Regions from separate parts of the Sus scrofa genome. Here region 2 is linked to region 1. The links are chromatin contacts, called in public HiChIP or PLAC-seq maps. All regions are on one chromosome and are shown on one strand. Each heading gives the region's core, a stretch centred on a gene start, on an enhancer-like site or on the middle of the called end of the contact. The rest is flanking DNA. Distances are from core to core; before and after follow the strand shown.

What was found. HiChIP or PLAC-seq counts read pairs in DNA pulled down with a chosen protein or histone mark.
Region 2: an H3K27ac HiChIP or PLAC-seq map of alveolar macrophages shows a contact between it and region 1. The contact joins two enhancer-like sites.

Annotation. Positions count from the first base shown.
Region 1 is chr18:29,257,762-29,264,302 of Sscrofa11.1, forward strand. All of the region lies in intron 1 of ST7 (suppression of tumorigenicity 7), which reads right to left. Among named protein-coding and RNA genes, the nearest start is that of ST7, 24 kb to the right of the region's middle. Within about 2 kb of position 3,325, at least 8 of the 83 cell types and tissues checked have an H3K27ac peak or open chromatin away from gene starts, as enhancers often do. A contact at or near this core is called in alveolar macrophages, where this site is marked.
Region 2 is chr18:29,347,728-29,354,268 of Sscrofa11.1, forward strand. All of the region lies in intron 1 of CAPZA2 (capping actin protein of muscle Z-line alpha subunit 2), which reads right to left. Among named protein-coding and RNA genes, the nearest start is that of CAPZA2, 14 kb to the right of the region's middle. Within about 2 kb of position 2,919, at least 4 of the 83 cell types and tissues checked have an H3K27ac peak or open chromatin away from gene starts, as enhancers often do. A contact at or near this core is called in alveolar macrophages, where this site is marked.

The sequences.
Region 1 (6,541 bases), core at 2,075-4,574:
AAACACCACACACACATACACACACACACGCATACATAGTTTTCCATCAGCCAAGGATCTCCAAATATATGAAGAAAAATTCTAACAGAATGGACAGTGGCAAAAGCAACAAAAGTACTTTTTTTAAAGGAGTATATGGAAGAAACAGAGACAATAAAAATAGATTTCCTAAGTTCTTGGGTTTGGAAATCTCTGTGACCATAGCTATTGAAATAATTGAGAATGATTAAAGTGCTCATTGTATTCTAATAGTGTATGGGAAGAATAAATCGTGATCTATAAAGTATATCAAAAATACTTAAAATAATCAATATAAGACAACAGACAATTCTCATCTTTTAAAGCCTGCCCTCTATCATATTATTAGAATAATGCATTTGTCCAGAAGAATCAACTTGCTTTATAATAAAATTTACTGTAAATTTAACTGTGAAATCTGCACATAGAAGTATGTTAAAAGATTCAGAAAAACACAGTAAAAAAATAATTATAGTTAATAGCTAAAAAATTGGCCTCAAATGAACCCATTTAATGGAAGGAAGTTGAAGAAAAAAATATCCTTCAATGTCATTTTTTTAAATATCAATAAATATTCAATTTTATAAAGCAGGCAAGTTTGCAACCTAATTTCCCATCAATATCACTTTGATGTGCTGCCTACTTCACTGAGGCCGGTCAATATCACTTTAAATATATGCAAATAAACACTCTAGGATTCATCAAAGTAACTAATGAAATTGGGATATGAACTGATACAGGAAAATACTTATGAGTCATTTTACTGAATTATAAAAATGTCTCAAGCTCTTTGGATTTTTAAGGTCAAAACAGGAGCTAAACAGCCAATACCCCTAAGCCAGCAAAGGGGGAAATAATGTATAATAACAGGACTAGCTACGGAGTTTTTGAAAAATAAGAGGAGTGTGGTCATGGTGGGTGATTCCCACTCCAGAGAGAAAACGACTCCAGATGTGGGAACAAAAGAAGTCCCGGGGTGATAGGCTTCCTGTGAGGTCTGTCCGAGCAAGTGGTAAGAACAGTAAGGAATCTGCAGAACTGACTGCCAAGAGCAATCTTATGGGAAATAACATGTATGAAGTTCAAGGGGGTGGTGTAGAGTCAAGAACCAGAGCAGGGGCCAGTTTTCAATAACAAGAATATGGGACTGGGCTTAGAAAATCCGAGTTGGAGCAGTTTTCTTGCTATAGCCTTGAGCAGCCAAGCCAGTAATCCTAGGGCAAGCCCAAAGGCCTGGAGGAAGATGTACACACCCAGTGATGCACTCTTGGCCATGGCCTCCTGTCCCTCAACCACATCCTAGTTTCATGGGGTCTTCCCTGGAACCCAGTTAGATGCCTAAGGATGAAAAATACCAAAATCTGCCAAGGACTTGAAAGGAGTAATATAAAGGATTGGTGGCTAGGAGGTTGAAGATTAGAGAATGTAGACCATTTAAAGGGGCTCAGAGGATGAAAACATACACACAAATTCTCAGTAAAAAGGCCCAGTGGCAAGAGAAACTCTTAAATATACTTCTTGGTCTCCTCTGCTCGTTTCTCATTTTTCCAACCTCTTAGAACTGGAAAGCCCCAGAGTGCAATCTAGAGCTTTTCCTCTTCTCTATATTCACTCTCTCAATAATCTTATCTAGTCTCATGGCTTTAAATACTATCTGAAATCTCTTTCTCCCTTTGTTCAGATTCAAATACACATTTACCTACTGACATCTCCATTTGAATGTCTGAATATCTCCAACTTAACACATCCAAAACTAGGGAGAGAATCTGATATTTGACAGTGAGGAAGGAAGGAAGGAAGGGAGGGAGGGACAGACTAAAGTAGCTGAAATTCACTCATTCTGATAGTAGCACCTGAGACAACTACCCATTAGTTCCTGCTACCTAAATCCCTGGTGATGCTCTATATTTTGTTCTTCTTAAAATCTAATTCTTCAGCTTTTCATTAGATTCGAAACATTTTCACTTTCCCTTAAATTTGTCAAGATCAATTTCTGTGGCTTGTAAATAAAACCCCTTGCTGGGTATAACCACCAACTCTCAGCTCACTGATTCTGCTTTTCGACCACCAAATCCCAACTTGCCACCAAGTCCTATCCTCTCCACTCCTTTCTACTTATAGTTAAGATGAAAAAACAAAGTTAGTCCACCCTTAATTATAACATATTCTAATCGCACATGCCCAGAACCATTCTCTGTTACCTGAGAAATTCTAAAAATTAAAATTATCTTTCACCAATGTATTTTTTTCCAAAATGGTTATGTCCAGCTATTCATGAAAAACACAATGAGTAGGAAATCTCTAACATGAATGTCCCTGCAGCTCATTTTAAAAAGTCCTGTGCTACAAATTCTGATAATCCTTTCCTCTGATCCCACACAATGTCTATACATGAGCTAACCTCAACCAAACATAATTAATTATTTATGACTTTATGAAAGGAAGGGACTATGGGTCTCCTCATTTTTGGATCTCCATGTGAGGCAGGCTAAATGAATTTTTGTTGAATTTGATCAGAAAGTAATACAGAAAATGCTTCACATTTTATTAAAACAATCACCATACTTCAAATAACATGCACTCTGAGCTAAATATGATGTAAATTATCTGCTACCAATATATCTAGGCATGAACTGTCTTTCTAATCATATTGAAAAATCAAGAGAGAATTATGCACAGTCCTATAAAGTGCTTATTATCTTGATATTTCTAACTAATTCATGAATTAGCTCAGGCCAAATTTTAAATACATCTCAAAAATGATAATAACATATTTACTCACATAATTCCTCTCATCTCATTATTTTTAAAATAAATGCCTTATGTTTAAATTTGGGTACTACACAGATAAACAGAATGATCTAAAAGAATGTTTAAATTCATAATAATTTTTGCCCCAACCTCAGTTTAACCTTAAAATACCTAATTAAGAGGTTGAACATGAGTATCAATACCATATATACAAGTGTCAAAGGTAACAAGATGTGTTCCCCCCAAATAAAATAACTTTATATACAAAAGCCTCAACAAATGCATAGACAAGCACCACCTAGTGGCAAAAAAAAATTACTCCAGATAAAGAGTTATCACCAACAGCAGGTCTAAATTAAATTACTACCAAAATCTAAATCATGGGCATTTGTTGTTTAGGATTCAATTTTGCCAAAATGTTTAATAACTATGTAGCTACTAAGTCAAGGGTAATACCAGTTTTAAGAAGACTAAATGGTCATTGGAACAGTCTGGGTGCACCTGCTTTAACATCCTTGAATGACCCTCTGAAACTGAAAGTAAAGGAAATGAACTGAGCACCCACTCTTCGATGTGTTGGCCATATTTACATATGCTACATCTCATTTAATCCCCACAACAGCCCACTAAGGAAGTTATTAAAGTCTCTCCTGTGCAAATGAGGAAACAGAACTTCAGGTATTAAGTAATTTATCTTTAAGTCATACAAGCATAAGTGATGAAGTCACCTCTCTATCTGTTGCTCATCTAACTGGGTCCTTAGGAGGAATATGAAGTAATACAAGAGACACAACGTATACAAACTCACTTAGTTTAGTTTATCTATTGCTCATCTAACTGGGTCCTTAGGAGGAATATGAAGAAATACAACAGACGAAACGTATACAAACTCACTTAGTCACATATAACTGACTCCAACATAGAAAAGACAGATGTGCTATTGGGTGACAGATACTCCCTCAGACTTTTGAGATTAATCAGACTCTAGCGAAAAGGGGATAAAGATCGTCTTAACCTAAACACAGGAAAGTGTAGTAGACGGTTCATGGGCTTTGGTGTCAGGCCTAAGTGGAAACCAGTGTTACAAACTAACATTAACAGAGTGCCTCCTATGCAGATGAGCATAGCGCTGGGGCTGGGGACACAAAGATGTCCCAAGAGACATGACCTGTTCTCACAAACCCTACAGTTCTGCACTTGAATAACTTCCAGTCTAGAAGAGAAGATGACAGACAAGTAGGTCTTTTCAGTACACTGGGAGTGGCTTCTTAATCCATAACCTGGTTTGGGGCAAAAGGAGGAGTTTCTTCAAAAAAATTTTTTATTAAAGTATAGTTGATTTATAACATTGTACCAATTTCTGCTGTATAGCAAAGTGACCCAGTCATAAGTATATACAATTCTCCTTCTTATATTATATTCCATCATGGTCTGTCACAGGTGATTGGATATAGTTCCCTGTGCTATACAGCAGGACCTCATTGCTTACCCATTCCAAATGTAATAGTTTCCATCCACTATCCCCTAACTCCCAGTCCATCCCACTCCCATCTCCCTCCCCCTTGTCAACCACAGGTCTGTTCTCTGTGTCTGTGAGTCTGTTTCTGTTTTGTAAATAGGTTCATTTGTGCCATAGTTTAGATTCCACATATAAGTAATATCATATGGTATTTGTTTTTCTCTTTCTGACTTATTTCACCTAGTATGATAATCTGTAGTTGTATCCATGTTGCTGCAAACGGGGCATTATTTCATTCTTTTTTATGGCTGAGTAGTATTCTATTGTATATATGTACCACATCTACTTAATCCATTCATCTGCTGATGGGCATTTATGTTGCTTCCATGTCTTGGATACTGTGAATCAGAATTTTTTTAATTGCTTAAAAATTGGCCCCTTCATAGCAGAAGCCTTTAAACACTATTCACTATAACTTTCATTTTTTTCTTCTCTTTCTTTCTTCCCCTCTCCTTTCCTCTCTCCTTCCCCTCCCACCATTCCCATTCTCTCTCTCACCTGAACATGTGCAAACTGAGGCTTGAACTCAAACTTCTGCTTTCCAGCAGACATATCCTTTGCAACAAGGTTCAACACTCCAGGGCCTTAGATCATCACAGATTTAGATCAAGTGCATTTTGAGAACTGAAGGATATACAAATAGTTGATGGCATAGCTTAATGACAGAGGACAAGACTATGGAGCCAGGTCTATTGAAATTCCAGATCTGCTGTAACTAACAGATTATTTGGATTTTTTTAAGGTAGGAAGAAGAGGAGTGAACAACTGTAAGGGTGGGTCCACCTCTTCTTTTTCTTCCTAAGTAATTCCATTCTAAATGCATAAGGAGGGTAGGCCTCTATGCTGGGGTGGTGACACACAGTGGGGGGAGAGGGGCCAGAGCAGGGTGAGGAGAACATCCAAGCATAGGAGCATCTCTGCTTGGACTGTCAGAGCCCAAGCTGAATAAAGAGGGTAGAATAATAGAGAGTGCCCCAAATGCGGTATAAGAGCTGAATGGTGAGAGGAAGACATTCCCTTGGAGGAAGTGGGGAGGAATGCAGAGGTATGGGGTGTTAGAATCCCAATAGGATGAGCAGGGCCTCTGAGGCACACTGCTCAGCATGTAGTTTCAGAACCCAAGTATGTCACAAAGTTAGGTGAGAAGAAATGTTAAGAGCTACTGGTTTCATACAGATATACTAAGCAAACAGTAAGTATATTAAGAATAATGAGAACTAGGTTTTTCACTGTCAGTGAAGAAATAAATGTGGAAAGGAAGAAAACTGGAATGAACCCTGGAGGGATTAGACTGGAATTTGAGGTATTAATGTGAACTCATGATTTCAAAAGAGATAGGGAATAAATAGATATTTTAAAAATACAGGTAAACATGCATATACCTATATATGTATATATACCTATGGTCCCTTGCTCTGTTATCTGAGAGGACTAGCAGCAGCAAAACCCCAACAGCAATAATCACACCTTGCACTCAGACTTTGGCTTCTAATTATTTTTCTCCACTAAAAGGAAAAGGTGGGGGTGGGTGAGAAAGGAGTTCCTATTGTGACACAGCAGAAACAAATCCAACTAGCATCCATGAGGATGCAGATTCAATCCCTGGCCTCACTCAGTGGGTTAAGCATCCTGCATTGCTGCGGCTGTGGCGTAGGCCAGAAGATGTAGCTCCAGTTTGACCCCAAGCCTGGGAACTTCCACATACAACAGGTGTGGCCCTAAGACAGCCAAAAAAAAGGAAAAGGGGGAAGAAAGAAAAAGGGAAAGGGGGGAGTCAGAGAATCTTCTGATTCCAGGGCTGGAAAAGATAAAATACAAGTTGACACTGGAACATATCAGAAAGTAATCAAGTCCCCAAGGAATGAAAGGGACATTCAAGAGAATACAGAAGCCAGCTTGAAGGGGCTCACACAGGCCAAATCTAGGACAGTTTGAGTATCAAAATAATAATGACAGTAACAAATTATAGCTCATTGAATAAAAGCAGAAATCAGGAATCCACACCGGTATAAAGAAATGAAGAGACTGAAAGTCTGATGAAGAATTTCTGTAGTTTCAAAACTCTTCTCTAAAAAATACTAACTACAAAAGAACGAAGATTAACTTTACAGTAACAAACCCTTATAGATACAAGGATTCAAAAGATCAAAATGAGCATCATCAGTAATGGGACAAATGAAAATCATGAACTACCTGATAGGATGCAATGAGAAAAACACAGCATTGCTACTGCCATTTTCTGGCTAAGGTATA
Region 2 (6,541 bases), core at 1,669-4,168, 90 kb after region 1:
TCTGGGTTTTCATCTAAGCTAACACAAATGATCTGTACCCAGGTTTTGATTAAACTTCCATAAATTTCCTTTTTTTTTTTTAACAGGTAAATTAAGGGAGATGAAATACACCATTATTTCTTAACCTTTTAAATCCCTGTGTCTGTTAGATAAAATAAAGTATTATCTACAGTTACTCTCTGAGATGATTGTTATTACTTTTAATTCTTGAAAAGAGAAAACAGAGATCCAGAACTGGGATGTGAATGAAGTCTTCAGATGCATTCCAAAGCTTTTCACAGAGCTGCCTCCCAATTCAACATAATTTTTCTATGATGGTTTGGAAGATAGGTTGGAAACAAACAAACAAAATCTCTAGGTAGGAGTTCCCACTGTGGTATAGGAGGTTAAGAATCCGACTGCAACTGCTTGGGCCATTGTGGAGGCTGGGGTTCGATCCCCAACCTGGTGCAGTGGGTTAAAGGATCCAGTGTTGCCACCGCTGCAGCTTGGATTCAATCCCTGGCCTGGGAACTTTCATATGCTGTGGATGCAGCCATTAAAAAAGAAGAAAGTAATCTCAGCTACTTCTACTGCTATCACCAAATAACAACAGCTTTCAAATCTATACACCTTTCAAAACCTCTCTCGAGACCAAGAAGGATTTTTCTAAAATATTATTTATTTATTAGAAACCCCCATTAAATGCCTCAAAGATACCTCAGAAGCATGTCTCACCCAAGCCTACTCCCTCTGTTCTTCATACAGTTACTGGCACCACCTAGACACCATTCCACATCTTTCCCTTTATCCTAGTCGAGTGTCTGTCTCTCTTGCTCAAATGCAATCCCCTTTTCTTTGATTCCATTTCATTCAGACCCAGTCATTTTGTTTCTGGAATGTTACAATAACTGCCCTGACTCTGGTCCCACATTTTTTCAAAAGTCATTTTCCACTCTGTCACCAGATTAATATTTTTCAATAAAAATTCGGATTATGTTTTTTTTTTTCCTGCTTAAAATCATCTAATGGTTCCCCACTGCCAAAAAGTTCAAAGTCCTTGGCATGACATATAATGTTTTCCATATCTGAAGGTTATAAAATGTACTGTTAACAGCATAAACCCTAAATAAGACTATATGTACTTAGACTACATCTGTACTGCCTCCTACCTATATGACCATAAGCAAATTAAATTCAGCTTCCTCACTTGCAGTAAATGAGATAATACATTTAGAAAAGTGCTTGGGGAGTTCCTGTTGTGGCTCAGTGAGCAAGAACACAACTGGTATCCATGAGGATGTGGGTTCAATCCCTGGCCTCACTCAGTGGGCTAAGGATCCAGCATTGTTGCATCCCTACTGCTGCGTAGGGAGCAGATGCCACTCAGATCTCTTGTTGCTGCGGCTGTGGCATAAGCTCCTATTCAATCCTTAGCCTGGAAACCTCCATATGCCCCAGGTGCAGCAGTAAAAAGAGAAAAGTGCCTGGCACAAAGTAAGCAATCAAATAATAGCTACTACCTTTTTACTCTTGCCATTACTTTCTAACTCCTACAACCTACCCACTCTTTTTATCATTCCACATATACACAGTACTGGAGCCTCACCACTCCATTCAGTCTTTCAAACAAGAACTCTTGTCTTTCATGTCTACATGTCACTGCATATATATTCTGGCCGCGTTTTATCTACTGTGATTAAATCATACAGAGCAGCAGAATATGTTTTAAATTTTGCAAATTATCGAAAACTCACATGGAAAAGAAAACATAAAAGATCAAATTATGCTATTAAAAACTTATGTACTTTTTGGTACAGTAATCATCAGCATATACTTTTGATAAAGGGTTAGAACTACTGCTGAGAAATGTAGTATAAGGCCTAAAATTAAGCCCAGTATTATGTGTGCCTTGACATCTGGGGAAAAACAGGAGGACCTCGAATGGCCTAACTGCAAGTACCAATCCTCAATCTGCTCCTGCAGATAAGGTCCCAGCAGACAACCCTCTTTATCAGAGAGAAAAGGCATAGTTCCTTCCTATCCCTGAGTAGTAGGCTTCAGTTCCCTGCCAGCCTGCAGGATTATGTAGACTAGCCAAAGACATCCTCACGCTGGAACCAGGGCTCATCTACCCTCTTGATATTACAAAGATTACCTCCCATGGCCTCTGCTTGTTCACTCTGTTCCTGAAAGCAACCCCCATGTGGCCCTCTACTGTGTGCTCATCTCCTGGGCTGTTGTGACTGATAGGCTGTTTTCATTGCATCTCTCCAACGGCATGTGTTTTGTTCAGCCATCCTTAAAACCCTATGGCAGGAATCCCTTTCTCAACAACAGAGTGAAGAGGAGGCATATAAAACAAGATCTCATTTATCTGGGAAGCTCAAATTTAAGATATAATTGGGGACCAGGAAGCAAGGGACTCAATTATTTAATATATATTTTAAGCAAGCAAATAAGCTGATATATAGTCCCAACATTAGAAGGACATAAGAGAGATTCTTCATAGATCTTTTCTATTTTTATTTTAGACATAAATTTATAAGTGTGCTTATTTAGCTTCCTATCCTCCATGGACTTAAAGGGAGGAGAGGAAAGTTGGACAGTTATATTTACAACATTAAAAAAAAAAAAGGGAAGGATTTGAGCCAATCTGACAAAGACTGCAGAAAACAAAGTTCTTTTATAGGAACAACAACAACAAAAATTTACAAATAAAATCTCTTGAAAAGAGGGCCCTGAAATTCTTAGGAAATGAATTTTATTTAAGAATAACTACAGTTTACATCAAAAAACTTTTCAGATGAAAATAAAGATCAGGATTTTGAATCACTGGATGACATCAATTAAACATTTTAAAACCTCCAGACTTACTGCAACTCTACTGAGTTAAGTAACTTGGAAAAATCTTATGTATGTGGCCTGTGGAGTGGAAGATGAATTACAGGCTCTTCCACAATTTTAAGCAAACTTCCTCCATTCTTTACTCCATGGCCTATAAAGAACTCCTTGCTAGTTCACAAATTAGAAGATGAAGTGAATTTATTAAATAGTGAGAAAGGTCTTTGATGGAGAAATTAGAAGATCTGAAAGCGAGGACTTCCTCAAATTGAACTATGTGCCACTCCGGCAGTTTGCGACTGCTCAAACTACTTTGGATCAGAATCCCCACAAATACCTGAAGAAAGGGGACAGAATTCGGTTGTAAACCACTAAATCGTTCAAACAAGGGAAAGGCAGGGATACTCATCTTTCAATATCAGATACAATTGATTCCAATATTCTTAAAGAGAACTTCCCAAATACCTTCCCTAGGAAAGGATGAATGCTATCTTTTCCTTTGAGTAAAAATACAGTTCGTTTTGATAAATCTTATAGAAATTGTCTCCTGCTTTCTACCAGACATTACTTTCTTTTTGTGAACATCAGGAGATAGTCACCTAGGATCAGAGGTATCTCAAATTGCAGACAGTGATAAAAATAGTATTTTTTGTTTTTTGCTTTTTAGGGCCGCACCCGCAGCATATGGAGGTTCACAGGCTAGGGGCCAATCGGAGCTACAGCTGCATGCCACAGCGACGCAGGATCTGAGCCTTGTCTGTGACCCATACCACAGCTTACAGCAACGCCAGATCCTTAACCCACTGAGTGAGGCCAGGGATCGAACCTGAAACCTCATGTTTCCTAGTCAGATTCATTTCTGCTGTGCCATGACAGGAACTCCCAAAAATAGTATGTTAATGCTACCTGCCACAAATGATTCCTTCTGTGCTACAGGCAAGAAAGAGCAGTTGACGCCCCCTCATATTATCTAAAGCACTCTATAGCCTGAGCCTACAGATAGAAATCCGTTTCTCTACACATTTTTCAATTTGGTGATGAGAAAAGCAAATAATAGTGATGAATTATGTGGCATTTGCACATCATGTTGGACCAACATGTACAGAAGTCAAACTACCACAGTGATGGGAAGAGATTAGTCACAATACCTAGAAAGACAACTACTTGTGGCTAAATCCAGTGCCTCACTTTTCTAAAGAAGTTCCCAATTCCTTGGTTTTTTCAGTACTGCAACAGATAGAGATGGAAGATAAACACATCTGGTACAAGAAGTTGTGATCAAAATCTTTGGTATCATTATGGCAGAGAGTGATGATCCAGACAAGTATCAGTAAAGTACTCACTTACTGTTTTTGGTCTTAGGTGATCCCTCAGGACAGTATAATATAACAAGTGTTTTTACCATCCTATGCTACCTGGACCACAGATCTGGAAACTTACAATTTTATACCTACACGGCTGAATAAGACTGAAAAATTTCTCAGAGAAGAACAAAGGGAGAGCTGAATGCAAATAAACTCCACGTGCAGCTTTCTGCCTTGCAGTTCTTGATTCTGACAGTCTTTGCATTAGCGTATGGAAAGCATCTTTCTCAAGTAAAGCCAAGCTTTGTGGTGAAATGCCACAGATAAAAGTAACAAAATTCTCTTGGCCCACACTGCCTCCTTAAGATGTGTCTATTACTGGAAGAAGTGAGCATCTGGCAGTGCTACTTCAACTTTATGATCACCAGCTAGCACAGGAAAGCACAAGGTGGAGAGGTTTATCAGAGGTTGTCAATCAATTGCCAGCATAATTTATAGAAGCTGTAGGCAAAATTAATGTTACTTCAATTACCTGTGCCTATGAATTCTCCAGATTTTTCTGATGCTTTTGCTGGGCACTGTAAATTGGCAAAAATTTTTATAAATACTAAGGGAAAATCCAGGAGATTCTGTCTGTAGGAAACATTAATTCTTCAGAAAGAAATGCAGTCATGCACCAAAGTGTATATATAGTAAGCTGACAAAAAAGTTTTAAAAATTTTAAAACGCTTTGGGCAACTGAAAAAAAAGAGGTGAAAGTATAAAAAGCAGATGATGCATATCACGAAAGCACTTACACATCACAAAAAATAGCTGCATGGAACCATTAAATTTAGAGGCAAATAGCCTTGTACTCCACAGTAGCTCAAAAATATAATGCATGGGAAATATTTATACAAAAAACTAGTCGTTGCTTATCTTAAATTCAATTTAACCAGGCATCCTATATTTTATCTGAAAACTCTGCTAATAGGAGTTCCCACTGTGGTGCAATGGAAATGAATCTGAACTAGGAATTGTGAGGTTGCAGGTTCGATCCCTGGCCTCACTCAGTGGGTTAAGGATCTGGCCTTGCCGTGAGCTGGTCTGAGCAGAAGCAGCTCGGATCTGGCATTGCTGTGGCTGTGGTATAGGCCAGCAGCTGTGGCTCCAATTCAACCCCTAGTCTGGGAACCTCCATATACCCCAAGTGCAGCCTCAAAAAGCAAAACAAACAAACAACTGTGCTGACAACCCTTCTATTTTCCATATATTGGACATTTTCCGACATAGTTATCTCCTCTTTGACCAAGGCAGGAGACACTAGGGTAGAGATTTCCCAAATCTGGTCTAGTTAATTTGCTAGGAAAGCTTTTGAAAAAAATACAAATTCCTATGTTTCATTCCAGATCTACTGAACCAATCTCTACAGGATTAAAACCTCTGTATTTTTGAAAATCTCGCCCAAGTGCTTCTGATGGACTGCCAGATATTGTACCCAATTCCCTATAAGAGATTGTATATGCAAAATTTGAGGCATTTGATCTTCTGAAGAATCATAGGTTTCATCTGATTCTCAAAGAATGCAATACTAAAAAAGGTCACCGACTTAGGCACCAGCAGTAAAGTTAAAAAGAGCTATCATGAATTTTTCTACTTCAACTGCAAGAATTATCTGACATTGTTTCCCATAATTCCCTAAAAATTGCCTATGCCTTTTTGAGAGTTAAAAGTAAAATAAGGATGGAAAAAAATGCTTTCTTAAACTCTATTATTATTTAAACAGTTTATGATCAAGTGATCACTAAATGCATGGCTGTAGTATAAACCAATTTATTCTGAGTATATGTGAGAGGTAATTTGTTTTGATAAGTTTTCCTTAAGAATTTTTTCCTTTATAATTATCATTTTGAATGGTAATTAAAAACAAGGCCCATATCACTTAATCTAAAACTAGGCCATCCACTGAATTCAACATTAATTTCTTTAAATATCTTTTACCATTATTTAAAGTAGTAAGAAACCTGCAAATCCAATGTAGGCACTCATTAACTGAAAAAGTTACAAAAACTACTATCTATCTTAGATTTTCATTTTCTTTCTTGCCTCTGAATCACTTCTCTCAGCCCATAAACACTTCTAAAATTTTTCTATCTTAGAAAAAAAGTATCCCAAAAATGAGATAGTAGGAAAAAATGAAGTGGTACTTGTTCTTTCTCTCCTGCTTCGCTACTGATAGCTTCACTACTGATACTTTGATTTAAGGAATAAGAGAGAAAAGGAGAGAAACTAGAATTTGAGAATTCGAAGTAGAATTATACACCTGAAATTAACAGCACTTATGACTTGAACCCAGCCAAAACTCAGACTGGGACTTGAACCCACAGTTTTTAAATGAGAATCACTCACCCAGTGTCTGGATTACTGAGGTTCAG